7 separate regions of the Mus musculus genome follow, and regions 1, 2, 3, 4, 5 and 6 are each linked to region 7. Evidence: chromatin contacts called from public HiChIP or PLAC-seq and promoter capture Hi-C data. All regions are on one chromosome and are shown on one strand. The core of a region is the stretch at or near the end of the contact, and the rest is flanking DNA. Distances in the headings are between cores, read along the strand shown. Region 1 holds the start of Ovol2 (ovo like zinc finger 2). Region 2 holds the start of Dtd1 (D-tyrosyl-tRNA deacylase 1). Region 3 has its middle 22 kb from the start of Gm46768. Region 4 overlaps Macrod2 (mono-ADP ribosylhydrolase 2). Region 5 holds the start of Dzank1 (double zinc ribbon and ankyrin repeat domains 1). Region 6 holds the start of Sec23b (SEC23 homolog B, COPII coat complex component). Region 7 holds the start of Kif16bos (kinesin family member 16B, opposite strand).

Region 1 (3,849 bases), core at 624-3,123, 1.4 Mb before region 7:
GTAGAGCACAAGTCTATGTGATCTTTAAAAATAACAATCATGGCCCAGGTGTTCAGTGATTTAAAATCCGGAAAAAGGGAGGGAGGGAGGGAGGGAAGCAGATAGGCAGGCTTTATCAATAGAATTGACTTGTTCTGGAATAAAATAAGGAATCTTGAATGAAGTTTTGGAGATTCTTAAAAGATGGAGGATAATTCTGTGGCTTCGTGGTTTTATTTTTACTCTTTCATTCACCACGCTCCTTCTTTCTAGCAAGTCTCCCGTTTGCTGGCAGATAAAAATACATCTGCAGAGTTGCCCAGAAGCTGCGCCATCGACTCCATAGCCAAGAAGCCTCATTTCTCCTGTCTTGTGCCGCTATAGACATCTCTTCCTCCTCCAGTTCACCAGGATCAAAGTCCTTTACGATCTTAGACGACTTGTCTTGGAGGAAACCCATAATTCAGAGTTGATTCCCCGATGGGATGGGGTCAATCCTTGAGGGCGGATCGATAATCATGGTGCGTGCGCCTTCTCCCTTCCACAACCTCGCCAGAGCTGCGCCCCCTCTCTGTGTGCCCTGAAAATACGCCAGCCAAGCCCAGAAATCCGTTACCAGGCTGCTGTATCCCTAAAGGCCATTCCAAGGCGGAAGAAGGCAGGGACAGCCTCTGTGTGGATTCCCCGGGTCGCTGTGGCCAGGAGCGCCTCTAGTCCTGTTATAGGCAGGTGAGACTGGCGCTTCTCTGAACCGCAGACACCTGAGCACCCCTGGCCAGACGCGCCCAGACAACCTCCAGCAGTGAGCACTCGCCTGCTCACCCAGCGAAGCCGGGTTCCTACAACGATAGCTGGGCGGGTTGTTGAGCAACAAAGCTGTGGTATAGGGGCATCAGCGTACCCAAAGCGAGCAGGCCGCCCCTTGAGACTTAGTATCTTTTATCAGATCCCCCCCCCCCCACACACACACACTTCCCTCCAGGAATAAAGGTAAATAGGAAACAAATAAAAACAAAAAGCTCAAAGCTCTTCTGCGGTCTTCGCAGGCGGAGGAGGGGAGAGGTTGTATCAATTTTCAATCCCGGGCTTCCTGGATGAGTATTTTCCTGCCTCCGAATTTAAGGGTCCAGTTGTTAGGGGAGGCAATAACGGGAAAGGTAAAAGACAAGACATTCGCTTTAAATCTGCGTTCACATGAGATGCAATTAGCTTTTGTCTTGAGTCAAGGGACTCCTAGACTGTAAGGTTTCGGGGTGAAAGCTGCTTTGGTAGAACAAGCCCTATTTTCTTAGATTGAGTGGCACAGATCAGTAAAGTGACGTGCTCCAAAGATGTGGTGTTTTTAGGCTTTATTGAGGGGTGTTCTAGATGAAGGAAGCCTTAAGTTCTCAACCCCCCCTCCCTTTACCTGACAAGGATACTGCGGACCCTCCCCCCATCCGACCACCGAGATTCCAGAAAGCCTAGAACAGCCCCACAAGGTTCACAGTTAATATCTGGCTTGCTTGATGGAGACAAATCAACTTCGGAGGTGGGGGCCAACTCGTGGGAGACCCCAGCTCCCAGTCGGGCTGCATGGGGCAGAGAACCTGTGGCTTGTTTTAAAGACTTTATCCTATAAAGTGCATGTGATAGGGGTATGAAGCAGAGGGTTGATTTGAAAAATGTTCTTCCTTTTTTAAAAAGAGGAGGGGGGAAGAATCAGACGTTAAATTCTTTTGCAAACATTCATGCCTAAGGAAGGGCTGGATCAGGCAGCCCCGGCCGCCGGAACCGGTCGGACAGGTAGCGAGCTTGTTGACACCGTTATGTTGCAGGGCGCATGCTCACTCCCAAGTTTCCTGGTGCCTTTTCTATTCCACCTTATGAAACTTTTTCCCCGGCGTGGTCTCACGCGCGATTTAAGGCATAGGTGTCGCCGAGCCCGGAGGCTGCGAGTAACCTGGAGTGAGGGGGAGAGTACCGAGCAACGCGGCGGGGGGTGCAGGAAGAGGGCAGGCTAGGCGGGAAGGTGGGCTCCGGACTCCAGGAGCGGGGGGACCCAGGCGCCACCGCCGCCACTAGCGGGGAGCAGCGGGAGGAGGGGGCCGCAGTCGGAAGAGAGGATCCCACCATGCCCAAAGTCTTTTTGGTGAAGAGGAGGAGCCCGGGAGTCTCTGTCCGCAGCTGGGATGAGCTCCCGGATGACAAAAGGGCAGACACTTACATCCCAGGTGAGGAGCGCGGGGGCCGGGCCTGGGCGCGGGGCTCCCGGGTGGGGGCAGGGTGACTGCGGCCCTCCTGCTCGGGATCAGGGCTGCGGTTCCCACCCCTACTCCGTCTCGGTCGGGGTCACAGCGGTGTTGGGAGAGGGGAGCCAGGATCTAGGCTGGGAAACCTGGGACCCCCGGTGCTCTCTCCCTAGACAGGGCTAAATTGCCTGGCGGCAGGACCGTTGGTTGCAGCGCGGGCCAAAGTGGCCTGGAAGTGGGTGGAAGGCACTCGGGGTTCCCTTGCCCCCTACGTCCTCTAAACCGCTCGTGAAGGTCCGCTAACCCCTCGGGAGCGAGGCAAGACGAGGGCACACCCGCCTCCACGGGCGCGAGAGGAAACTTGGCGCGCGGGTTTCTCCGCGGCGCTTGGACCCTGGTGCTTCGTGGGTTGGCCTGAGAACCCGTCTCCCGACACCCTAAGTTAGTTCGAGGGGCGGATGGCTAGGGTAGACTCGTCTACCCTCGGGACGTCGCCCACTTGGCGAGGTGCCCAGGTCCGGGGCGGGGCGGCGGCACCGCCCGCAGGTCAAACTGCCGTGGGCGCCCGGGCGTGACGCCGCGTGTGGTTGAGTGTCGGGGTGCGGCCCCCTCCCTCCGCAGTGAGCCTGGGCTGTCTGCTCCGCGACCCGCCCGAAGACTGCCGCAGCGACGGCGGCAGTAGCAGCGGCTGCAGCAGCAGCGCCGGGGAGCCCGGAGGGGCCGAAAGCAGCTCGTCCCCGCGCGCGCCGGAGCCTGAAACTCCAGAGCTTCACGACGCCCAAGGCACCGATGGACATCTGGCAGCGATGCAGCGCCCGGTTGCCAGGTCAAAAATCAAGGTAGGGTGTCGACTCTGCCCCCGCCGCCACCTGCACCACGCCCTGGCGTCCGGCTCGGGAGCCCCGGCGCCCCTCCCTGCCGCGCCCGCCCGCGCACCGGAGCCCAGGCGCCGCGGACTAGCCCGCCACTCCTGCACCTGCCCCTGAGCCGCAGCCAGGCTCCTAGTGACCTGTCCCCTGCGCCACAGTGCCCGGGCCGCCAGCATCTTAAGCGGATCTAGACCCAGGGTGATGGCCCTGTCTGACGCCGCCCGTGGCTTTGGGAACCATTGAAGATAAAGCACAGATACCCCGCTTCAGCCGCCCACCCTGTGTCCAAAGCCAGACAATTACCTAGACAGCCCGAGATCTCCGGTAAAGAAGTGCTACCCAGGATCTTAGACGTAATGGCCTCTGACATAGTCCCTGGCACATTGAGCTCCTGCGTTTTGTTTCCCTCCTGTGTCTTAGGACACGGTGGACCTCGCAGTCACCGCTATTCCCAGCGCCCTGGTGGAGCCTGTTAGACTGGAAACTTGTTGTGCAGAGCAGTTTAGATTTGCCTTTTCTCTCAAATCTTCAAGAGTTAAATTAGTGGGTAAAAGATAAAAGGGCTCACCTGCGGATTTTTTTTTTAAGCGTTCCTACTCTAGTTGATTGGAATGTCTGTGCCCCTCAAAAGCTATAGACTTGTAGGCAACACTTTATCTGGATGGCCATCAGCACTATGTTGGGTGGAACTTCCATGACCACCTGTTCAAAGGTATCCGCTACCCCCAGGATTAAGGAATCCTGCCCCGCTGACTCACAGCCAGCTAGAG
Region 2 (4,301 bases), core at 561-3,060, 1.7 Mb before region 7:
GTCCAGATCAGCGGGATTGGGGGCTTAAGGAGCCAAAGCTCAAAATTTAAATCTGTTGGTGATAACCACATCAAGTAGACAGCTTCTCCCCCCCAAAGAGCAAAACCATCTTTCATCAGTGAATTTTTCCAGTTTTCATGTGCTCAATATTTACTGAAATGTTATTAGAGTCCCATAAACTCCTCTCCTATTCTGCTCCTTATTAGTCCAGGATGATTTCCAAAACCAAAGTTAACAGAACAGCTTGCAACTCATTAAGCAGGATTAGAAGGTGGACTCTCGAGTCTAAATATGTGGTTTGGCTACTTGGTTGGGGAGGAGTCTTGGGTCTAGCTTTAAACTCAAAACCATGTATTTAGTATAAAATGGTTTAAAGAAAAAGATATCTGTATTGCTTGATCTGAAGCTTTGGTGAGGAGGGGGAATCTTAGAGACTCTTTTGTTGTCCAATCTGCTTTCTGTTGTCCAATTCCTGGGCTCAACACAGCTCCTTCCCCAGCCTCCAAAGTGGCTGTGACTACAGGCCTTGGCATCTGACCTGAAAATGTACTTCTGCCTCTATAAACACAGCTGGGCAATGGTGGTAGACACCTTTAATCCCAGCACTTGGGAGGCAGAGGCAGGTGGATCTGTGAGTTCAAGGCCAGCCTAGTCTACGGAGTGAGTTCCTGGCCAGACAAGGCTAAACAGAGAAACCCTGTCTCGAAAAGGAAAGAAAGAAAGAAAGAAAGAAAGAAAGAAAGAGAGAAAGCAAGCTAGCTAAATGAGTGATGGGTAGACTTGCTGCCAAGCCTAATTCCATGAGTTGAATCCCAAGGACCCACATGGTGGTGGCACATCTAAATTGTTCTCTGGCCTGTTACACACAGAAACACACACACCAAATAAATAAATGTATTTATTTCTTTAACTTAAAAGACTAAAAGAATGGCACCAGTCGTTTCTATTTTTTTAACACTTTTCAAATAACTACAGTAGCTGGATCCTGAATATTTCAACTAGCCTCCCACATTCAACTGATGGCTAATGGCTGAGCATCTGGGTCTATATTAATTAATGGGAAAGAGAAGCACGTCATCTTGAATTCTGTGGTTCTGACCCATGGCTGAAGGTTCAGAGACCGACATCCAGGTGCAAGCAAGGGATGTTCTGCACCCAGTGAGGATGCCAGCAGATATTTGCTCAAAGCTGCCAGAGCTCAAACAATTAGCAATTCCTCCGTCTGTCCATTTTATCATGAGCCAAGTTCTATTTTAAAAAGAAAAGATATGCAAAAGGGGGTTGTTAAAATGCTACATCTCAGACAGAGCGGTGGATAAACGAGCGATTCCGCTCCGGAAATCTCCCCTATGTGTTGTTTGTGCAACAGTGCATTCAACAACGGGCCCTGGGGATGCTCACAGGTTCTGGCACCTTGTCTGTGAGGAACACACACACACACTCACAAAGATAATGATGATGATTATAATGGTGATGACGACGGAGATGAGGGTTTATGTAGCAACGAAAGCACGGAGCCTGAACCCATGAGCGGCCAGGCACGTGCCGGATCTTCTCGGCCACGGCGCTGCCCAGAGGCTGCCCGGTAACTCGGGGCTGCGGGGAACCCTCACACGGAACAGCGGGTCGCGGGGGTCAGAGGCTGCTCTCTCCCCGGCCCGCCCGACTGACCTGTGACGCTAGCCCGAGTGACGCGCTGCACCACGGCCTTCATGGCGGCGGCTGTAGCGACTGGAATTTGCTGTGTGGTCAGACCTTGCGACTCCGCCGGTGGCTCCTCGACCGGCGCCCTCTACCGGCAACACCGGAAGAGCTCCGTGAGGACCCATTCCACAGAGCTGCGTCCCGCCCACGTCGGCCACACCTATCCAATTGGCCCCGCCCATGTCAATCACCCTCACCTGTCACCTATGCATAACCTAGTCCATTTGTGGTAGGCGCCGCCCTATCCACCCCTGAACTCCTTCTTAAGCACTATAGTCCCAAACTGCCAGCCTAGTCTCCACTATGTCCAGACACTCATTAATTTCTGCTCCAGTTTCTTTCTCTTTCAGTTTTACCCTTAAGTTTTTTTCCTGCTTTTCTCCCTCTTTTCCAATCCTCCGGTCACAGATTTTCCAAAATCTTCACTTGTTCTGTAGCCTCAGCAGCAATCCTGTTGCTAAAAACAAAAGGACCTGCTGCTAACATAGCCATTTAACTACATAACTATTGATTTACCTTAGACACAATAGTTAATAGGTCTATCAGTCTAGAATTCTAATTCCTTCCTAATACAAATCTAATACTTAGCCCTATCATAGGGTTGTTAGGAAATTTGGATGGGCTGTAAAGATGCTTAGATGGCTGCAAAGAACTGTATAGCTATTACTGTACTAAGTTTTCATCACTAAAAAATAACATCTTCATAGTCCAGTGGTAGTCCATGTGTTTATAATTAAACAAAGAAAAAGAAGAATGGGGGGGGGGGGAGATAGTCCCAGCTACTTGAGATGAAGCGGGAAAGTGTTTTAAGTCCATGAGTTCAAGACCACCAATGTGGGCAATGTAATGAGACTTTCCCTTAAAAACGAAATAGGAGTATCAGAAAAAGTTCACCCATTTCAGAGTGTCTTTGCTTTGAACGCCTCTTCCAGGATTAGCAGATTCAGAAAAGCATTTGTTAGAAAGCAATTTGATAGAACTGTTATTTGGCCCGAAATACTCTAAGGAATGGTGGTTGAACATCTGTGATCCAAGCATTCTGGAGGCTGCAGTATGAGGATCACGCTGAAGTTCAAGGCCAGCATGAAATACAGAGTGAGATGTTGCTTTCCCCCTCACCCCCCCAAAAAAACAAAAACAAAAACAAAAAAGGCCTAGAAATGTGTATTATTGTGGGGTATCCATCAGATAAGACTACTCAGACCGGGGTTAAGCCAGTAGAAAGTCTTTATTAGCCAACTGGCAACTACACTGGGTGTTCAGGATCTCATTAAAGCTCAGATTCTTTTAGAGTGAGCATTTAAGCAAAAAAAAAAAAAAAATTCCTCGGTTGACATACTTCAGTTAATAAGCACAGTTAGGCTAAAGCAATTACAGAAGTCAAAAGGCAAGCTTAGTGCATTTGATAGATTCGGTCTTCCTTTTCACTCTGGCAAGTGGTACTATCTACATACTGAGTTTTATGGAGTCAGTTGTGCTAAGGACTGGGAGCCTTTTATATTATGCTTAAATATTAAATAGTGAATGCAAAATTGCATGAGTTAAATTGTCAAGGATACCACCAGCAGCAGCAGCAGCAAGATCAATGGGTGTCAGTCACATGCTTCCTGATATTGAAGGATACAGTGGTAATTCTGCAACAACAAAACTTAACCTGGGGCTAGAAGTGTAGCTCAGTGGAACATAGTACTTAGCTACCATGTAGGAAGCCCTAGGTTCAGCCCTTAGCATCATATAAGCCAGGGATGGCAACACTTACCTGGAATCCCAGCGCTCAGGAGGTAGAGAGGCAGGAGCATCAGTTCAAGGGTGGAACTGTACAATCGAAATGCAAACTGCACTGCAGGAGACTCTGCATCTAATTGTTTAAAAAACCTAAATCAGGAACATTCTATCAAGTAGTCAGTTTTTCACATCCAGGGAAAAAAGTCTGGCTCAATGGGTAAAGGCACTCCCTGGGGGCTGGAGTGATGGCTCAGTAGTTAAGAGCACTGGCTGCTCTTCCAGAGGTCCTGAGTTCAATTCCCAGCAACCACATGGTAGCTCACAACCATTTGTAATGGGATCCAACGCCCTCTTCTGGTGTGTCTGAAGACTGCTGAAGTGTGCTCACATATAATAAATAAATAAATCTTTTTTTAAAAAAGAAAAAGAAAAGGCACTTGCTGCCTTTAATGACCTGAGTTTGATCCCCAGACCTCTCCCTGACATCACTAAATGTCCTCTGAGCTCCACATGCACCCTATATCACATGCAAATGCATGTTCACAGACGTGCACACAAAATAAATAAAATGGGAGAAGACTGTATTATGCATGAACTTTGGTACATCCTGGCCAGGAAAAAAAGAAAAGGGAGAAAGTTATTAGTAGGATAACAATAACTCCCTTTGAGTTGGTATGAGCCCACTGATCCAGCAAAGCACTGTTTATAATTGTGGTTTCATTACAAATGATTCATATTTGATTAAAGACCTTTCTCTAAATAACTGATCTACAATATTATTAATTTGGTTCTTCCTAATTAAAAAAGAAAAAAAAATTAGTTTGCTCTAAGTAGTTTCTACCAGAAAAGGAAATCAGACACCCCCAGACTGA
Region 3 (3,952 bases), core at 1,267-3,766, 1.5 Mb before region 7:
GAATTCTAGTAGGTGACCAAAGGAAATGGCCATAGCCTGTGTTGTCATAAGAGGTCTCTGGGATACTCCTGACCAGGTGTATATTTTTTTCTTTAAAATTAGAGTATATGGGGGCTAAGGGGATGGCTCTGTGTGCAAAGGCACTTGCCACACAGGCCTGGCAATTAGTGTTGTACCCCCAGAACCCACATAAGGGTGGAAGGAAAGAACTGACTCACAAGGCTGTCCTCCAGACCTCCACACACTCACAGTGACAAGCATGCCTACCACACCATACACACCACCACCCGGACATCATACACACACACCAGCCCCAACACCACATCACACACACACACACACACACACCAGCACTACCACCACCAGCAAGCACCACTACCACATTACACACATACCACCAGCATCACCACCAGCAGCAGCAGCAGCAGCAGCACTACCACCAACTATACATTTTGCAGGAATGAAATCACTGCTATCTTAAAATCAGTTATGATAACTTAAAAACACGTTTAATACCTATAGTGAAGGGTGATATAATCTTTCTTCAAGAAGCTAGCTAAAATGCTTCACTAAAACAAACGTTCCACATAAATAAGATGGTGAGAGAGGGTCTGAGAAATAAAAGAGACAAAACAGAAAAACAGAGCAGATGGCTGCTGTGAATTTCACTGGAATGAACCAAATTCTCCAAACAACAAGCCTTGGTGACTCCGTGGCTCTCCTGTGGAGCCATGAACAAGGGCCTTCCAGTCTGTCCGTCCGCCATTCTCAAGCGCTGTTTCCCATCTGTGGGCCTCCTCCACTGCTAAGCCAGGCTTCGGTGTCACACAGCACATCGGAACTTGCAGCGCCGTGAGTCCAAGGCAGGCCGGCTGAGGCACTCAGAGGTCAGCAGCTCCTGAGGGCTTCCTGTAGGAATCACAGTGGTGACAAAGCCCTTTCACCCCTGATCCACCCACACCCACAGCAGAGCAGACCAGCCAGCAGTCTGAGGCTACACCAGGCCGAAAATAAGAGCTGTTTGGCCTATGTCATATTTACTATATGTTTTTCCTTCTTATATGTCTGTTATTGCTGTAAGGTTCATTAATATAGAAGTGACGGGTTGCCATTTTTATCTGTATAGTTCAGGGTTAAATACATTAATTGTTGTTCCTGATTCTAGAACGTTCATCTGCCCAATTTGAAACTCTAATACCAATACTCTCCTACACGCCCCCCAACAGCTAGCAACTGCTGTCTACTTACTGTCTTTATGAGCTTGAGAACTTTAGAGGCCTTGTTTAAATAAATAGAATTGTGTGTTATTTGTCCTTTTGTGTCTGGCTTATTTCACTTAACATAATGTCCTCAAGCTACAGCGTATGCTGGAATTCCCTTCCTTTTAAAGGCTGAATAATATTCCATTGTGAACAAACACCCCCTCAAAACAAACACACACACACACACACACACACACACACACACACACACACACGCACATGCACACACACGCACACACACGCACAAAGGATCTGACCCCCTCTTCTGGTCTCTGTGGGAATCTAAACAAACACAAATTAAAAATAAAACAAAAAAAATGCATATACAAATAACACTTCAAATCTCTCTTTTTATTGAGTATGGGTCCAAGAGTAGAACGGTTGGGCCCCCGTGATGTTACCCTTTGTTTCGTTATGAACAGTGGCACTGTTTTCCATAGCTGCTGTATGGTTTACATTCTCACTGAGCACACACGGGCTCCCGTTTCTCTCCCTCCTCCTGGCACCAGTTATTTTCTGTCTGTTTTGTTTTGATAGTTGCCGTCCCCACGGTTTTGATTTGCATTTTGCTGATAATCAGTTGTGATTCTTTCATCAGGTCTGTACTACGGTTTAGGTGTGCTTCCAATAAGCTGTTGACATGAGATTTTTGGAGCTCTTACAATTGCCAATTGATGGCTTCGCGACAGTTTGCAGGGAGAGCAGGGCATGTCCACCAGATACCCGAGTGCTCCTATCCGTTCTCAGAAGTACTGCCTGCGGCCTTCGGCCTACGGCCTGCTGCCTGACCTGGGGGTCAGGGTGAGGGGCACGTTTTTGTGTCTCCACCCTCACTCAGTTTGTCTCAGCTACCAGGTCTTCAGGCCAGGACTCACCCAACCCAACCCTGCACACCTTCTGCCCAACCCTGAGGCCTTCTGGAATCTTCCACTACCACTCTAGGGACCACATCTGGCCTCTCCACACACTTCTCATAATCATCTCTGAACACCAGCCAAAAAATATTTGCCAAGCAAATTAACAGAAAGGAGCCTTTCCCTGTAAAGCTGAGAGAGCCAGCCAAGAATCTGGGCATGAAAGCAGCGAAGGCTTGAGCCGTGCCAGGCTCTTTTGCAGCTGTGGTCCCGTGCCCCTTGCAGGGCGCCGCCCACGTTTCTGGCGCTGAGCTCTGATCGAGAACTGTTTACTGTGGCTTCCAGAGGTGACAGAGTCAGAGGAAGGGTGAAACCATTCTTAGTTGCAGTAATTGCGCAAATGGGCCAAGGCTCCTCTGATGACTAAGCCCTTAGCAACACCTTCAGGGAGAAGCGGGTGGGCCCAGGGCTCTCCCACGGTTTGTCACAGTTAACCAGGAAGTGTGGATGAAGACACCAAGCCTTGGGAGACAAACAGGAGACCTCGCCTGCCTGAGAAGCTGAGCAGAACCTTCAAGGCCTCCCCCTTGGCTGTACCCACAGAATCCCCCAGTCTCCGCCTGGGAGCAGATACCTAAGGGTGCAAGGGATTTGAAGTCTGGTCTTCAGACTTGCACAGTTGCTGGCCTCTCGAGGTCATTTTCCACCTCTGCTAGGCAAGAAATCCTCTCAGGGCCCCAGTGGTTATGAAAAATCCTTCCTACTGCCCTAAGGTCTTGCTGGTCCTTATGTCTGCTCTACCTCAGTAACCCGGTGTGCTGTGTAGGCATATGTAAAAGACAGCTACAATCTTGTTGTTGGTTTTTTTTTAAGATTTATTTATTTATTTATTTAATGTAAGTGCACTGTAGCTGTCTTCAGACACTTGTTAAGGATGGTTGTGAGCCACCATGTGGTTGCTGAGATTTGAACTCAGGACCTTCAGAAGAGCAGTCAGTGCTCTTAACCACTGAGCCATCTCTCCAGCCCCGGACAGCTACAATCTTAAACATGAGCCTGACTAATAAACCTTGTTGGTGTCTTGGTCTCATGGGTGTCCATCTAGGAACTGGTGCCTGCAAGGGGAGATGAGTGTAGAGACTCATACCAAGTGTTCGTATATACTTGCTACAAGTCAGGTTTGTTTTTTTTTTTAAGAATTAGTTATTCACTTTTTCATGTATATGAGTACACTGTAGCTGTCTTCAGACACACCAGAAGAGGGCATTGGATCCCACTACAGATGGTTGTGAGCCACCATGTGGTTGTTGGGAATTGAACTCAGGACCTCTGGAAGAGCAGTCAGTGCTTTTAACCGCTGAGCCATCTCTCCAGCCCACAAGTTGCGTTCTAAACTATTGATCTTCCTTTTCTTTATTCTTTTATTGGAGTATGGGTAGTGTGTGTGTGTGTGTATGTGTGTGTGGGTGATGGTAGTGGTGGTAGGGGTAGCTCTGGCTAGCCTGGAACTTGCTACATAGACCAAGTTGGTCTTGAACTCACAGATATCCACCTGCCCTTTCCTCCCAAGGTATGCACCATCACACTTCATTTTAAAACAAGAAACAAAAAACCATCAGGATGAAAGAAGTTGATATTTATTGAGCATCTGTGGAACACTATACACAACCAAGTCACACACACACAACCATTCAGTCCCACAGCAACACTAGGAAGCCACTACTCCTAAAATCATACCCTTTGTGTCAAATGAGGACCCAGGCAGGCAAGGACAAGATCTCTGCCCTGGGATGCCCAGTAGCTGGCAGGGCAGACAGGCCTGCACCCTGGGGCTTC
Region 4 (3,871 bases), core at 183-2,682, 1.5 Mb after region 7:
TCTCCATCTTATTTGTTCTAAAATTCATCGGGCTCAGCAAACATAGCTGAAGCAGGTAAAAGTCTTTGCCACCAAGCCCGATGACCTGATTTCAATTCCCTGGAGCCACAGTGGTGCACGGAGAGAATCAACTCCCTCACGTTGTTCTCTGATCTCCTCCTATACACCATGGCACTCATTCATCCCCATAATAAGTAAATGCATTTTACAATAAAAATGATTCATTAAATAAACATGTATTAAGGTGCCAAAGTGATGGCTCACTGGTTAGGATCATTTGCCATTCCTTGAGAGGGTCCCAATTTGGCTCCCAGCACTGTATCAGGCAGCGCACAACCATCTGTAACTCTAGTCTACACAGGCATATGTAGACAAACATAGAGACACATATAGAAAACATTAATTGAAAAGCTTAATGATTTTTAATATCTATTATCAACAGTTTTAATCAACATTCATGTGCTCTAGAAACTGATCAAATGCCTTCCATGAGCAATCTAAAGATACTTGCTTGGTTTTCTCATTGATGAGAAAAATAAACGTTTTATTTCTTTATTAAAGAGTATTCAGGATAAAAGAAAGAACAATATAATCTATTTCCAGGTTATCTTAATGTGACTATGAAACCCGGTGCCTACACATTCCCAAGCCCAGACATATGATATGCTTTCCCAGCCAAAGCATTTATCATTCACTTACGGAGAGCTCACTATTTAAAAACATATAACTACAATGGCAAAGCACTAAAGTGACACTTATGATAAAGTGCATTTGATTAAGACTAAATAGAACACAGTGCACAGTACTGGGGAATAGCGCAGTGCCAGATAGCGTTGGACACAAAGCAAATACAGTGTCACAGGCAATCTGCCTGAACATTATTCAGCCATATTACTTTCCTTATTAGGAAGCTTAAAAATTCATATTGTGTTTCAACAGCATTCTCAATTTTTCAACACACAGCAGCAGTGATCTCTGGAAAAGACCACCTATTTTCAACAAAGACCCACTGTAGCATGGTGGGAAACACAGAGAGCCAGGTACCATCTCTGAGTGCCAAGGGCTCCATTTCCACTGACTTGGCTTTAAAGCACTGCGGTTGCAGAACTGACTTTGTGTTTTTCTGTCCTTTCTAAAGGACTAACCCAGAAACTGAGAAGCATTTCCCAGACCCTTTTCTAAGTCACTGAGTTGAGAGGAAGAAAATCGGTTTTCCTTTATCTAGGTCTTAACTCTTCCTAATACCAAAGCATTGTTGTTTGCAATCTGATTTCACCTTTCAAGTTTTCAATCTGTCCATCTGGTATAGATTTCTGTCTTGGTTTCAACTCTCTCACAGTAGGATTTGGAACAAAGATCTCTCTCAGTGTAGCTAGAATTCTGAGCCCACGGGGGAGACAATGAGGGCAGAGCCTGGAATAAAGCAAAGCAGGGGTGTATGTCTTAGCTAAATTAATGCTATAGAGAAGTGCAGCTAGATTGCACTTAGAGTCTCTGAAGCATGCAGCAGAGGGTAGGAGGAAAAGTCAGAACCTCTATAACTCATTTCCAGATGATTGTGCAGGCTCTAACAGAGGTAAGCCACAGGAAAACTGAGGTCATGAAACCATACCTGATGCTGAGAAATTTGGCCCCTAATATGATAATTTCTAAAGGTTATGAGTAAGGAACAACAATAAAAAATAAATAAAATCATCTCCAATAAAGCCCCTACCTATTTCGTTGGTTTTGCATTCTTTTCTTCCCATGACATTTGCCTACAAACTTTTCTTTATCCCCTGCTTCCTCCTACGAACAGACTTTCTCTGTGTTCCTTATACTGCCCTAGATCTTTGACTTTCCAAAGTCCCAATGGTTTCCTGAATTTTCCCCGTTAAAATGTAACAGCGCTTTCTGCTCCATCCACACATGTAAATCTGTTTCTTGTCTTCTTTTGCCAGAGGGACTTAATTCTTTAAATTATAGCTTTTGGTAACTGTGTGTGAGCCAGTTATGTGGGTCATAAATAGGCCTATTATAAGCAATTGGATTTGGAATGCACCTTACTTTGTAGGAAGTGAGAGAGGAAGGTGATGAGGCTGGATCTGCACAAATATTTCATTGTGATGGGTGGGATTCTTAAATACATTTTAGACATGATCAATTATAATCATTTTTGGGAAAGGCAACTCATACAACAGAAGTATCACTGGCTCAAGGGGTAATTTGTATCTGAGTGTAGTAGAAATAAGTTCATTAGCATTCTTAACCAAATCTATCACCATCACTATAAAACAGTTCATCCCTGCTATTAAGCGATGATTATCGGAAGCCATTATTTTGAACTCAACTCTGCAGTAGGCCTCGTTGTATCAAATCAAATCACAGGCTCTTGTGTTAAGGACCTTGTCATCAAAGAAAATGTTTAAATTGGCCAGTTTATAAAACAAGACCATACTAAGGAACTGATTTTAATGTAACAAATCTATATTTTTGTTCCCAGTTTCTGTCTCCTTTAGCCTTTTTCTTTCTATAAAGCCAAGTTCCTCTGGTAGAACCCTCAAAGACTCAATTAACCTAATAGAATGAGGTTGTCCTGGAGGGGAAAAAATCACAAATAAAAAGCAAGTGATTTTAAGTTCATGGTCACTTTGTCTTTTGAAACTATTCTTCACACACAGGCAAATTCACCTATTTAGTAACATATACAATCCTATGTCAAGTCAACATTCATCTTTGAGATCTGTAAGTCCACTCTCATAATTCTGTTTATTTTTCACTAACATTTTATCTGCAGATTCTCTGTGATTTCTTTTCTATGCTAAAACCTCCATTCTGTACTTCAACTATTCCTTTGCTCTCAACTGTTCTAATGTGGGCTTAGCATAGGCGCTGACTCAAGTTATTTCTTATAAGTATTTACATTCTCAACCTGTTGCTGCTTGTGTCAAAAAAAACCCAAACCAGATAAAATAAAACAAAAATCCTCCAACATCCTCAGTGACGAAGAATCTCCCAGTACTTTCAATGTCTTCTTCTCATGGCTGTGAAACGTAGCACTCAGTTTCTCTTACAGAAGTCGGGGTGCTTTCCTAAATGAACCAATGTTTACAAAAAGCTGAGACATTGCCATAGCAAACTGTAGAATACAAGAAGTTATTGATGGCTTAAAAACAGAGCGGTCCTAGAGGATTGGGAGGTATGGAATAGAGGAACTGATCCCAGGTCCTACATAATATCAGAGGAAGGACAAAGGAAGCCTTTTTGCTGTGGGGCACCAGCATAAAGTATGCTATTCTATTTATAGGAGATTACAGATTATTCCAATCATTAGAATTAGACAGAAAAAGTGGCATGCTGTTTCTAGTGTGAGCTACACCAAGGCCAAATCTCAGCCTTCGGCAGATTTTCCTTCCAGCACTTGGAACAACCAGTGCTGCTGAGATTTCTTAATTATACTTGGCAAGGCGATCATCAACTGCTCATTTTCCACTTTAAAACCTTTCTTCTGCTAAGTAGGGAATAAAGATATTCTTTCACCCATCCCTCTAGCTAAAACCTCTGAATGGTCCTTAATTAATGGTTTATAGGAGCAATAAGAGATAATGTGGGTGAATTTCACAAGAACCAGTGGATTATACCTTGTCTTTCTTAGTTGGGACCACTATAAGTCAATACTCTCACGGAATGGAATGACAGATCTCCTTAAGTCAGAGCGTCTTATTCTGCTAATACACAGTCAGCACGCTCAAACAAATTACAACTATCGTGCCTGCAACGTTGGTGCCAGGAACTGTTGTTTAGTGGAGAGGGCAGGAAACAGAACCAATTCTTGGCTACTTCAAGAGTATGAGTACTCCTGCTTGGGAGACAGAGTGAGTTACAGGCAAAA
Region 5 (4,050 bases), core at 654-3,153, 1.6 Mb before region 7:
TTGGCTTACTAGAAAGGAGGCTTATTATGCGATTATTGCTCCGTGTAATTAAGGTGGGGGGAGAATTCTTGTACGTCTCCTGCAAGCTGGAGACTAGAGAAGGCCAGCGGCACAGATCAATGGCACAGACCGGATGCATTAACCTCGGTGATGGGAAGTCAATGGTATAGATGGGATCCGAAAGTCTAAGGACAGAGTGGTGAAGGCAGAAGGCTGGCCCTGGGGCTCAGAGTGGGCTGGGGCAAGTTCCTGTGTCCTCCATGTCTTTGGCTTAGGCTGATACTAAATTGGATGGTGCCCATTCACTGCCTACAGTCAGCACATCAGTTCAAATACCACATTCTAGAACATCCCAGAAACAGCAAACAGGCAGATATCTAGGATCTCAGAGCCCAGCCAAGCTGACACATAAGGTTAGCCATCACAACGATATGACAGGAAGCAATGAAAACCAGAATATACAACAAATTACATGAATTGGTTGACTTCACCTTACCATGGATAACAGTCTATTGATGGCCACTGCCCGCTGCTGGGCTTCAATGTGAGGCATTTCGTTCTGAATTACTTGATCTGTGATTCCATGAGGGAACTGGTGGCATAATTCTATAATTCTAGGAACAACGGTATAAATGGTTTATGTTTGCTTGCTTTTAAAGGCAAATAAGGAAGATACACGATAGTCAAGCTAAAAAGCTCAATGTTGTCAATGGGAATAAGTACAGCAAAGTGACTCCAAGGTCTGTGGGCAGAAAGCAAATAGAATATTCGGGGGTGGGGGTGGGGGGCAGCATAGTGATTCACCATAACTGGAGTCTTGAGAATTATCCCCTCCAAACAAACTGGAGGGATTAATTTGTTTGGAGGTGTAATAAACTTATTATCCACAATAATAATGTTGAGAAAGTCGTCTTTTAAATACATTATAACCTAGAAACACATGTGCACTACGGGAGTTAAGGCACTCACTGAACCTACTTGGCTCAATGGTCCTTTGTAATCACAAACTGAACCCTCATTTGGCCCCAACGTTCTCTTATAGAACTTCCCTTGGCAACCGGGCAATCCTGGATTCGAACACATGTCCAAGAACTACAGGGAAAATGCAGGTCTCTCTTCTGGCCCTGGCTGCTGTCACGTTCCAAGTGCTCTAATAGAATCCCGGAGAACCCAGTTCCACAACGTTTCAAGCTGTCCCGCTGCTCTAGAGCTTCTGAAGAGTTCTACTCTCCCTAATCGGGGCGGGGGGGTCGCCCAGACACCCGGCAACCCCGCTCCCGCGTGCTCGACCAGTCTACCCCAGCCTCTCCCCGCGGGACTGAGAGAGAAGGGGGTCCCGCTACCCAGCTGACTGCTCGCTTAGCGTCGGGAGCCTAGCTTTATTGCAGTACCTGTTTTCTATCTCCACCGGATCCGCGTCCGGCGGCTGCACCTTGACCTTCACCTCCGCCATGAGGGCAGTTTTCGAGACTAGAGGAAAAGTGGCCCCTCGGAGCGCGCTGGAAGTCTCGGGAACCGGTGGAGGCGCGCGCCGGGGACCGAGGCTTGAGAGAGAGGCGAGGGACCTTCTTCATCCGGTCGCGCTGGGCCTTCTTCATCGGATCGGCTTGGGGCGCCCGTGCTGTGCCTGCTCCGCCTTGCTCGGCAGGGTCGCCACAGCGACTCCCTTCCGTTGTCTCAAATTTCAGTGCTTGTCGGACAAGAGCCTCTGGCTCCAGTACGCACCCTTCAGCCTCTTCCAGCCGCCGAGAAGGCATATTCTTGGACACCTACAAGAAAGTGTCGCAGAAGGATCTGGAGGCGGGTACCAGACGGAGGCTGCAGCCAGAGACAAGGGCGGGGCTGGTTGCTAGGATGTCGATTTCCCTGCCAATCATCTGCTCGGCTCCCGATGGGCGGGGCGCGGTTCGCAGCGTCTGTGGAAACGCAAGCTGCAGCGGAGGAGCTGTGGTGAGACCGTGAGAAACCTGACAACGGGTTGGCGGCGGCGGTGCTGCGTCGGGGGTCCTTAATCTCTGTCCTTGAGGCTGGAGAAGGGTGAGGAGAAGGGCATCTCTCACTGGGTTGGGAGGGAATTAGGCATCTCTGACTGCCTCGCGAGGCCGAGGGCATGACGCAGGGTCTGGGTCCTGGTTTGGGCAGCGAGGAGATGGTTCAGGTGCAGGATGTTGGGAGATGCTGGTGGCATGACACTGACACCAGGCTGCGGTGTGGACCTAGCGAATCAGCCATCTCTGTCTCCTTCCTGTGAGGTCCAGTGACCACCCCAGGTTTCCAAGAGCAGCTAATAGCTAACCGTGAGCACTTCAGTCTCGAACCAACGGTGTTTATTTAGAATCTAGTTTTCAGCTATCTTTATTTTAGCTGACTCTCACTCGAAGGGAAATGTGAAGGTAGGCGAATCCCTCTACATCCAGCGTCATTTCTGAAGGGTCAGATACCTGTAGTTTTTATTCTTGGTCCTCAATCTGGAAGAATCCAAAAAGGCATTAAATTCGTCTTTTAATTCTAATTATCTCGCTTTCCAGAACAAGATATGTCAAAACGCAAACATGTTCACAGCAACATGATCAGAATTCCAACTACCATTTAAAAAAAAATGACCTCACCACTGAACAACAAATTGTTACATGAAAAATTGTAAGCCAGGCATGGTGTCTCATTCCTTTAATCCCAGCACTTGGGAGTCAGAAGCAGGTGGATCTCTGTGAGTTGGAGGCCAGCTTGGTCTACAGGTAGAGCTCCATAACAGCTAGGGCTGTTACACGGAGAAACCCTGTCTCGGGGGAGCGGGGGGCGAAATGAGGATGCAAAATGTTGATTATAAAAGTGAGATGAATATGTACATTATAATTGAATAATAATGTAGCCACAATCGTTGAAGCTACAGTGCAAGTTGCAAATACTGGATTAAGAGGACTCCTCCCCACCTCAAAGAAAAGACCCATAAGGTTTCTGCCCTGCTAGTTATTTACAAAATAGCAGAGCTAATAGGAAATGATGGTTGTGGGTTTATATCCATGTCAACTTCCTTTCTATTGAGAGCTGATGCTCTGCAGTCTTTGCAGTATATTTTCCAAAATACAATACACTGCAGTGGTTTGCAAAGGTGAGACTGTGGGGGGTTAGAACCTCTTTTAAGATTTGGCTCTAAGTAATTCATGCTACGTGCAGAGTTACCTGCTCCCCTTATGTAATGAGTTGCCTTGAAGTCAGGAGAGTGAGTGTGTGTGTGTGTGTGCATGTGCGCGCGCACTGGCTGAAGGCAGTGAAGAGTGAATGATCTCGAGGGAACTGAGCTCAGAGCGTTAGAGGTGGATTCTGCTCTGCCTCATCCGTGGACCTGCCCTTTTAAAGCAGCTCCAGCCTCCTAGCGAATTCATCTGTTTGTCTTTATTAGATGTAAAGTGTTTAGGTGAATATCCAACAGCAGACGTCAAGAGCAAGCATACAGCCAACGTGTAATAATTTCATTAATTAAACTGGGCGTTATCTGTAGGTGGCATATTAATTTAATGCTCTTCTGGCTTCAATGCATTTAAAATAAGTAGCACTCTGTTGTTTTCGTGTTTAGGCATAGGTTCATGATGGAAATTTTTAATCTATTTTTTTTCTATAAGGAGAAAACATGACTGCTGGCTCAGTGTGTGCCCCTCAGATCATACCACTGCGAGTGCCTCAACCTGGAAAAGCTAACCATGAAATTGATACCAATACTCTTTTGGAAATGAAATCCGGTAGGAAAGCCATGTATTTTGAATTATTTAGAAATAACATTGCCATAGTCTGTGTTCATGTGTTACTGACGGATCTCTTTGTATGTTTTCTATATTGGGGCTTTAGACGTTGGCAAATCTTCCACATGTTGAAAATGTTGTTCTTTGATGGTTTGTAGAGTGGTATGTATGTGTTTGTTTTTCATGAGACACGCTCTTATGTAGTAGCCAAGATCAGCCTTGAAATCAATATATAGCCCAGCTGAACATGAATTTGCAGCAATCCTCCTGTTTCAGCCAGGAGACAAACAGGTTGGTAGTGGCAACACCCTCT
Region 6 (3,744 bases), core at 313-2,812, 1.7 Mb before region 7:
TACATTGACACATGAGTGACTGAAGGTCAACTGAGCAAGCCAATCCGGAAAGCAAAATGAACTGGTCCAGGGGGTAAAGTGCTTGCCACGCAAGTCTGACAGCCTGAGTTAGAGCCTCAGATCCCACAAAAAGATGGAAGGAAAGACCTAAGATCACAAAAGTTGCCTATGAGTGGCTTGACAGGTGCACACACATGCAAATGACATGTTTAAGCAAGTAGACTGTTAAAAAAAGGAAAGCCAGAAAACTGAACTGAAGAAGAAGAAGAAGAAGAAGAAGAAGAAGAAGAAGAAGAAGAAGAAGAAGAAGACGACGACTAAACCTGTGAAATGAGAATGGAAGCATATTCTTGTAATTTCCATATTTGGGAGGCTGAGGCAGAATCAAGAGAGTACAAAGCCTCCTGGGTTACATAGGGATAGATATAGATATATAGATATATCCTGCAAATAATTTGGGTGAGGACAATTTTACATACCCAGAAAAGCAAATTAATTATTCTACCATACAGACTCTATACAACAAAGTCCCAAATGTCTGTTCCAACTGAAACTCTTAACACATCTACTTGTTAGTTCTGGCAAATACAAGAAGATAAAACCCTAACTACACAGAAAGCACTTAGGCGCCTGGGAGCGGGGGTGGGGGTGGGGGGTAGTAAATAAGTCACAGCACATTCTAACATCGCCATTTCCAGCAGTTACTTCAGCAAACCCCATTAAATAATGGTAACCCCTCTATAAAGTTCTTTACGTAAATGTATAAGTCCCCGAGTATCAACATATTAACACCTGCTCCTATTTCCCACTGCCTCCTTTCCTCGATTTATTCTAAACCAGCTTCTTAATCCTAAACACGTAATCCACAGAGGCTTTCAGTGAATTCATGAATCCTCTGACGTTCTATGTATTTTTATTAAATTCTATGTGCTGAGAAAAATGCTCCTATCAAACTCTCAACGAGTAAGGGTATCTGAAGAGGTAAATAGCCGAATGGATGAATGACTGAGTGAATGAAGAGAGAATGAATGAATGAGTGAGTGGATAAAAGAAAGGCATCCAATAAAATATCTTAGCCCCTCTAAGCTCTCCAGGACATAACTTTCCAGGACTTAGTAACCATCTGTAGACACAGTTAAATACCTAATCCTGTACTGAAGATCTGGTTTCTGGTTTCACTTATCACAAAGCAAAACTCAAGGTTTTCATGGGGATTCGGTCCTTCCGGATGTTCGAGTCACCACCACCAACACCCCAATTCCGAGGGCTAAGGAGTCAGAAACCGGCCGTCGGCTCTCAGGCACGGCGCGGACGAGTCACTCTGAGCCGGCTTCTGGGTCATCAACTCTCTCTGATTCTTCCCATAAGCAAGCCCACCTTGCCTCGGCCTGTCTGGCTTCGGCCCTCCTCCTATGCGCCCCTTCACCATTGCAGAGCCAGCCGCTCACCTGTCCGGAGCCACTCACCGGGACTGAACCTTCCGCGCCCCACGGACACCAGAGCTCAACTCCGGCTTCCACCGCCAAGTCCACCTCAGCTCACAGTCGATTGGTCACCGCTCCGAAACGTCATTTCGCGGCGCCATGCTCTAGCCAATCAGAGAGCGCTTCTCTGGCTGACCCGAGAAAGTGAAACAGTCAGAAAAGCTGCGCCTCCATCTTTGAATAGGGCAAGGCTGTGGTTTCTCACCCAACAAACTTTAGAATGTAGAATTCCTCAGGATACATACTTTCTTGAATATATCCTGAAATTTTTCTCCTTCACAGAACCTCGGCGCCTGCGGAACCGTCATCCAAATGCATCCAGCACTCCTCAGGGGACCGCCCTGACACAACATGACGTCTGTTTGCCTCAGGGGGAAGTCCCTCTCATCGCCTAGCTACCGGGAAGCGAGAAGAGGGACGCGTAGCCCGGAGTTGTCCGGAGAGGCCCTCAGCCTGCGGGAAGGGGCTAGGAGGGGACAGAGAGTCTCGGCCGCTAGTTGGTGATCTTTTTGAGCTCAGCAAGTGCGGGTGCGGGTCCTCTCTTCGCGGTACAAAACTTTCCCTTCTCGTTGCTGCTGTGGTTTCTGTGCTCAATAAAAACTGTTTCTGGTGAACATCCTCCTGCCATTCCCCAGCAAGGAAGTGAGTAATTGGGGATGGTCTTATTCAGACACTTAAGGAAACTATCAGAGTCCGTTTTGATGGGTAACACAGCTTTTTCTGTGACCGCCGCAGTCATTTTTACACTTTCTTACAAGTGGCAAAAATAAATAAATAAATAAATAGCAGCAAATTCAGCGAGTGTGTAGTGCCTGCAGCGGCCAGAAGAATCTATTGTGTATCCTCTAACACGGGTGCTAGGAACTGAACTCCAGCAGTATACACATAGCCACTCAACCAACCCTTCATCCCGCCAACTAAAATCTTACAGTTATGCTAAGACATGTTATTCAAAGAGTACCCATTAAATAACCCAGTTTCCTACTAATGCAAACTTTTCTTTAAGACAGAGCCTAGCTGTAGGTTTGGCTGGCCTGGAACTCAGGAAGCCCTGCTTTCTTCTATCTTCCTATGCCTCCTCAATTTAAAAGCACACGCCATCACACCCGGCTAAATCAAACTTTTTGACGTCTATAAATCATAGGGACTTAAGTTTAAATAGGTGGTACTATAAAATATTACTGTTTGCATTACAATCTTTAAAATAAATTTACATTTTCTCATCATCATAAACATAACAATGTTAATGATGGCATGTTTAAAACCTTAAATTATGTTTGGGAAATGCAGTTATCTCTTCCTAAGGTAAAATGTAAAATAAAATATACATGTTCGTTATATCTAACGCTGAAAAAAAGAAGTCGCTTTTTAAATAACAAACACTAATATGATTTTATTTGTCAAATATTTCCCTTTCAATTTTTGGACCTGGATTATTTCTACACTAGTAATTTCTGTAGAGAGGATTTTTTTTTAATTGCATGTTCAAAATATACAAGATTGAATGTCCTTACTTGGGGGAATTTAGAAGTATTTTATTTATATAAGAGAATACTTGCAGGGCAATAGTGGTGCATGCCTTTAATCGAAGCACTCAGGAGGCAGAGTCAAGGAGATGTCTGTGAGTTCCAGGCCAGCCTAGTCTACAGAGTTAATTCCAGGACAGCCAGGGCTACACAGAGAAACCTTGTCACGAAAAACAAAACAAACAAAGTACTTGTTTCTGTAACACAGATCTTTTAATTGGAGAAATATAATAATTTAACTTATTGTGACTCAACGCGGGTAGCAAGATATCCTGTTCTCTCACAGAAACAGATGTAAGTCTTTTCGTTTTCATTCTAGCCAGGCAGACACACTGACATATAAAGAACATACAGCTTTAGTTCTACAGTCTCAGCCCCAGGTCCAAAAAAAAAAAAAAAAAAAAAATCAGAAAGATTAAAGTTTGGTGCACTATAAAAGAAGGCACTGTTCTTCCCCTTTGGTGTGGCAGTCTTATAAATGACCGAGACGGAGAGCACTATAAACTAGATTTGCTGCCATTTCTTACTTAGGAGGTTATCTCTGTAAATTTTAGTTCCCTTAAAGAGATTACCAAATGGCTGGTAAAACAAAATTTCTGGTGGTTGTTACTATCAGTGGGAGGAGAGTAAACTAACCAGCCATGAGTAAACCAGAAAGAAGAACTGAAAATCATTAGAAAGAAAGCTAGAGGGGCAGTGCCCTCTACTTAGCGTCCACCTTCTAGGACCCAAGG
Region 7 (4,103 bases), core at 784-3,283:
ACAAAAGCATACCTACCGTGTGAATAATGCTTATAGTACTTATGTATCACTTATTACATAAAGGTGTTTATGAGATGTCAGTTATGTCTTAAGACCCAATTTAAATATGTTTATCAAAGTTGTAAAAATGTCCTATTTGTGAAAGAGTAAGTCAATTTTACTCTCTAGAGTCTAGAAAAAGAATAAAGTATAGCTAATGGGTCCATAGTATTTTCCTTCTGATGAGGCTTTTCCCAGATGATTTAAATGCTTTGAAGTGAAATCAACATAGTGTTTTGGGTTTTCTCACTTTGTACTGAAGTTGTTAAGACTTAGGGACTGTAAATCACCAATACCTATTTGGAAATGATAAGGTCGCTTAAGAACCAGCAAGAAGGGGCTGGCGAGATGGCTCAGTGGGTAAGAGCACTGACTGCCCTTCTGAAGGTCCTGAATTCAAATCCCAGCAACCCCATGGTGGCTCACAACCACCCATAATGAGATCTGGTGCATTTGAAGATAGCTACAGTGTATTATTATAATAATAAATAAATCTTAAAAAAAAAGGACCAGCAAGAAATTCAACAATAAATGAAGTTCAGAATGTTACTGCAAAACAGTCACCTCCTGCCTACACACACACACACACACACACACACACACACGCCTTTACATATTCATGCCTGACTTACTTTTGAATGTGTGTGTGTAGTGTGCACCTGTGCTGGCAGAGGCTGGGAAAGAACATTCGATCACCTAGAGTTACAGATGGTTGTAAACTGCCCGATGTAGGAGCGGAGAACGGAGTCCCCATCCTCTGCAAAAGCATCAAGTGCTCTTAACTGGCAAGAGTCATCGCTCCAGCCCCAGAATAACTGTTTTACATCCATCATGTAAACGATATGAGATCCAAAACAAAAACCAATGTTTCTGAACAAGAACCACAGTATAGAAAATAAATATAATGAAGTTATGTGTCCTTTTGTTAAATAACAAGTTATAGTATCAGCTTCACAACTGGCCTAATTTCAAAGTCAAAATAAAAAAGGAAGAACAATCTGAGAGAGCTGCAACAGTCCCTAAATATCTGTGATTTCCAGTATCATCAAAATTTCAGATGTTACTACAGCTGCACATTTTATTTTAATTAGAGGAGACTATATAGAGGTAATCCCCCCCCCCCCATACACGTTCAGGAGCTTTAAGAGACTTTATTTGGTGATTCTTCTGAGTAACAGTTCTCCTGGCAGTTGTCCTTACCAAACTGATGCTGTGCTTAGCAGTTAGTCAATGGGGAGCCTCACGCGGGGAGCCTCACACTTGACTTCCGGAGGAAGCTTCTGTGCAGGTTAAGTCCTGGAAGACTTTAAAAAGTCTAAAATTTCTAAAGACAGAAACAAATGAAAGGGGTACCAGAGATTCATTGGAATTTGAGAAGATGAGCAAGCCCTTAAAAACCTTCCTGTTTATTCATTTTTCTTGGTGCAGAGAGTAAATTAATCAAGGGGTGGCTGTTCAGTCATTTCTCTGGCGAGAAACCTCGCTGCTTCTAGTTTAAAATCCGCAGGCTTGCTGTTCGTGTTCCGTGGGCCGCAGCACTTTGTCGGTTGTGTCAAATCGCAAGGTGGTGTTGGAATCAGAGGATTATGTACACGTGTAGGCTGCTGGAAATTATGGATAGAATGGCCTGCATAAGCCCAAACTGGACAAGCAAAACCTCCAGGAACAGGAACTCACATTAACAAGTGATTTGCAGTTGAGTGCAGAATTCGCACACCTGTTCTTGGTTGTCTTGGTTGCTCTCAGCGACTCTACAGCTGGTAGGGTGTTGAAGCCCTGCCCGCCCGAGAGCGCACCCTACACAGTTTGTCCCCAAGCAGCTCCCATATACGGCGGGCTCCGCCCCTGCCCGTGGCTGCCACAGCCGGGTGCAGCCTGGCTGGCGGCTGTGCCTGGACCCGCCCGCTGCTTCTGCTATTGCGCATGCGCCCCATTTTCAACCCTCCGAGTTTTCCCGCCCTTGATTGGCTGACTCTGCGCCCATTTCTAAACTTGTAAGCGCCTTAGTCCAGGCTTTGTAGGACTCCGAACAAAGGGGACGTTCTGATTCTACCCTACCTTGAAGGGTTCTAGGAAAGCTGAGATGAGGACTCCTGGTACTAGTGGACCACACATTGGCCGTCGTATTATTTCACTTAGTCTATTATTAAACCCTTGGAGTTCCAGTTTAGCAGGCGAGGCAGACTGGAAGACTCAAAGCTAGTATTGGAGTTCGAGCCAAAAACCCGGGAGACTTTTTCGGCTCCCCTCAGGGACTTAAGCAGCATCACATCTAAGCTTTCTAGAGACCATTTGAACCGAAGTCATCTGCCCGGGAGTGAAATAATAGCGGGGATATGCTGGTCTTGAGGACAGAATGTTCCATTGTGGTCGTTAGAGACCTCGAGGGTGAGGAGGAGCAAGTCAGTAGGCTTGCTTTATACTCCATCAGCAAGTGCAAAGGCAGGAGATCAGGGTCCAGGAGGAAGGCTGGTCTGTAAGTTTTGAGCGACCCTGACTGGGGCAGGAGGAAGATAGTTGATACTGGAGTTTTTGTGTCCAGCAGGTGACTTACAGGTGAAGGCATAGGGTTAACTGAATGAATTTACAGGGAGATAGCCCGGTAAGAAATCACTGATGCCAGGGGCTTTAGCTCATAAAAAAAAAGGGAAGAATAAGAAGAAGAAGGAGAAGGAGAAGGAGGAGAAGGAGGAGAAGGAGGAGGAGGAGGAGGAGGAGGAGGAGGAGGAGGAGGAGGAGGAGGAGGAGGAGAAGGAGAAGAAGAAGAAGAAGAAGAAGAAGAAGAAGAAGAAGAAGAAGAAGAAGAAGAAGAAGAAGAAGAAGAAGAAGAAGAAGAAGAAAGAAAGAAAGAAAGAAGAAAGCGGGTGTCCTCACTTTTGATCCAATGACTAAAGTTAAATTGCTAAACTGTCCCCAAAATGCAAAAACTCCCTTTAGATATGATTCCAACCAATATAACGACATTTCTATCTGCCTAAAAAAATCCTCGATCCTTTGTTTTCTTGGTACCCTAAATTTTGTGGTTCAGAACACATGCTTAGAACTCTTTGAAGAAACAGAGCAGTCCCTCAGAGTTCTCCACGACCTTTCGCTTCTCAACAAGACAGATGAGTTGACGAGCACGGGCCGTATAAAGTCAGGACCATGTTATTGGTTGCAATGCTCGTTTTCGGTAGTCCATTCCTCGGTTTCCTTGAGAATGCTCTAAATGCAGTGATCGTCCTGGGCCTGACTGGGTTTGACTTTCCGAGTTAGAGACAGCACAGCCGGTTGCCATTGACTTCGAGGTGGGGCTGCGCTGGGGCGTGGCCACCGAAGAGGCGGGGCCCAGACTTCCGGGCCCCGCCCCTTCGCGCCGTAGGCAGCTGCCAAACCCCGGTGCGTGGATCACGCGGGCCGGAGCCGCTCTGGGCATGCTCAGTGGCCTGGCAGGTGTGGCCGCCTAGCAACTCCAGGTCGGCCCTAGCCGAGGGGCGGGTGAGAGGGAAGTGGGCGGGGGCGCGGGCACGGGCACAGTCGCTGGAGTGGCCGGCGGCCGCGGGGCGCAGGCCTGTTGGAAGCCCCCGCGGGCCGGGCCGGGATGAGCTATGGCATCGGTCAAGGTGGCCGTGAGAGTCCGGCCCATGAATCGCAGGTGAGTGGGGCCTCCCGCCCCCCACCCTCGCCACACCCCAACCCCGGGCAGCCCCGCTCAGAGGCCGGTCTGGATTGAAAGGGACAAACCCCTGACCCACCTGGCCGTGCCAGTGGCCTTGGCGGTCCTGAAGGGCAAAGCTCTCCCGCGTTGAAGGGGACTCTGAGGGGAAGTGTCCGCGAGGCCGGGGAGATTTCCATGTACAGTCCCCATCCCAGAACGTGAGGCTCTCTTGCTCGCCCTTTAAAAAAAAAACACCAAGGAACCACGTTGGTGAAGTGAAATACTTGGGGGCGATCATGGAAGTGTGAGGGGTTCCCCGAGCTGTCAGACACACGCTCACTTGTGCCAACTCCAAAGTCTCTGTTAATCATGTTACCTTCTAATCTGGAGAGAATTTTCAGGTCCTTGAACGTGAACCCATCGTCTA

What was found. Promoter capture Hi-C pulls out the DNA fragments that hold promoters and counts their contacts. HiChIP or PLAC-seq counts read pairs in DNA pulled down with a chosen protein or histone mark. Capture Hi-C pulls out chosen DNA fragments and counts their contacts.
Region 1: a contact with region 7 is called in a promoter capture Hi-C map of liver, with 3 times the contacts expected there. The contact joins the promoter of Ovol2 here to the promoter of Kif16bos in region 7. A contact is called at or near these places in 3 of 39 promoter capture datasets (cranial neural crest and liver) and 2 of 484 Hi-C or Micro-C datasets (both in embryonic stem cells).
Region 2: a contact with region 7 is called in a promoter capture Hi-C map of pre-B cells. The contact joins the promoter of Dtd1 here to the promoter of Kif16bos in region 7. A contact is called at or near these places in 5 of 39 promoter capture datasets (the C10 cell line, cranial neural crest, liver and 1 more), 4 of 484 Hi-C or Micro-C datasets (CD4 T cells, the G1E-ER4 cell line, LSK cells and 1 more), 1 of 115 datasets of contacts at active chromatin or transcription factors (microglia) and 2 of 9 other capture datasets (adipose tissue and liver).
Region 3: a contact with region 7 is called in an HNF4G HiChIP or PLAC-seq map of pancreatic cancer cells. The contact joins the enhancer-like site here to the promoter of Kif16bos in region 7. A contact is called at or near these places in 7 of 39 promoter capture datasets (the 3T3-L1 cell line, 3T3-L1-derived adipocytes, the C10 cell line and 3 more), 2 of 115 datasets of contacts at active chromatin or transcription factors (astrocytes and pancreatic cancer cells) and 1 of 9 other capture datasets (liver).
Region 4: a promoter capture Hi-C map of the 3T3-L1 cell line shows a contact between it and region 7, with 5 times the contacts expected there. The contact joins the enhancer-like site here to the promoter of Kif16bos in region 7. A contact is called at or near these places in 9 of 39 promoter capture datasets (the 3T3-L1 cell line, 3T3-L1-derived adipocytes, frontonasal cranial neural crest and 5 more) and 1 of 115 datasets of contacts at active chromatin or transcription factors (astrocytes).
Region 5: a contact with region 7 is called in a promoter capture Hi-C map of liver, with 2.9 times the contacts expected there. The contact joins the promoter of Dzank1 here to the promoter of Kif16bos in region 7. A contact is called at or near these places in 1 of 39 promoter capture datasets (pre-B cells), 5 of 484 Hi-C or Micro-C datasets (B cells, CD4 T cells, CD8 T cells and 2 more), 1 of 115 datasets of contacts at active chromatin or transcription factors (astrocytes) and 2 of 9 other capture datasets (adipose tissue and liver).
Region 6: a promoter capture Hi-C map of pre-B cells shows a contact between it and region 7, with 10 times the contacts expected there. The contact joins the promoter of Sec23b here to the promoter of Kif16bos in region 7. A contact is called at or near these places in 5 of 39 promoter capture datasets (the C10 cell line, hematopoietic stem and progenitor cells, liver and 1 more), 3 of 484 Hi-C or Micro-C datasets (CD4 T cells and cardiomyocytes), 1 of 115 datasets of contacts at active chromatin or transcription factors (astrocytes) and 1 of 9 other capture datasets (liver).

The regions. Positions count from the first base shown.
Region 1 is chr2:144,330,104-144,333,952 of GRCm38.p6, reverse strand. It overlaps Ovol2 (ovo like zinc finger 2), which reads left to right and starts at 1,873. Exons shown (of 4, transcript NM_026924.3): 1 at 1,873-2,192; 2 at 2,832-3,049. The coding sequence starts at 2,093.
Region 2 is chr2:144,597,462-144,601,762 of GRCm38.p6, reverse strand. It overlaps Dtd1 (D-tyrosyl-tRNA deacylase 1), which reads right to left and starts at 1,810. Exons shown (of 6, transcript NM_025314.3): 1 at 1,672-1,810. The coding sequence starts at 1,714.
Region 3 is chr2:144,440,070-144,444,021 of GRCm38.p6, reverse strand. No RefSeq gene overlaps it. Among named protein-coding and RNA genes, the nearest start is that of Gm46768, 22 kb to the right of the region's middle. Within about 2 kb of position 2,516, at least 99 of the 459 cell types and tissues checked have an H3K27ac peak or open chromatin away from gene starts, as enhancers often do. A contact at or near this core is called in 3T3-L1-derived adipocytes, hippocampal neurons and pancreatic cancer cells, where this site is marked.
Region 4 is chr2:141,388,367-141,392,237 of GRCm38.p6, reverse strand. All of the region lies in intron 5 of Macrod2 (mono-ADP ribosylhydrolase 2), which reads right to left. Among named protein-coding and RNA genes, the nearest start is that of Gm25583, 250 kb to the left of the region's middle. Within about 2 kb of position 1,432, at least 4 of the 459 cell types and tissues checked have an H3K27ac peak or open chromatin away from gene starts, as enhancers often do.
Region 5 is chr2:144,525,267-144,529,316 of GRCm38.p6, reverse strand. It overlaps Dzank1 (double zinc ribbon and ankyrin repeat domains 1), which reads left to right and starts at 1,903. Exons shown (of 21, transcript NM_172859.3): 1 at 1,903-2,037; 2 at 3,621-3,737. The coding sequence starts at 3,629. Polr3f (polymerase (RNA) III (DNA directed) polypeptide F) reads right to left here and starts at 1,572. Exons shown (of 9, transcript NM_029763.3): 1 at 1,392-1,572; 2 at 497-614. The coding sequence starts at 1,453.
Region 6 is chr2:144,554,047-144,557,790 of GRCm38.p6, reverse strand. It overlaps Sec23b (SEC23 homolog B, COPII coat complex component), which reads right to left and starts at 1,562. Exons shown (of 20, transcript NM_001252544.1): 1 at 1,467-1,562. It overlaps Gm34292 (a long non-coding RNA gene), which reads left to right and starts at 1,156. Exons shown (of 1, transcript XR_003953925.1): 1 at 1,156-3,416.
Region 7 is chr2:142,900,895-142,904,997 of GRCm38.p6, reverse strand. It overlaps Kif16bos (kinesin family member 16B, opposite strand), which reads right to left and starts at 2,033. Exons shown (of 2, transcript NR_131921.1): 1 at 1,757-2,033; 2 at 1,426-1,643. Kif16b (kinesin family member 16B) reads left to right here and starts at 3,534. Exons shown (of 26, transcript NM_001081133.2): 1 at 3,534-3,673. The coding sequence starts at 3,627.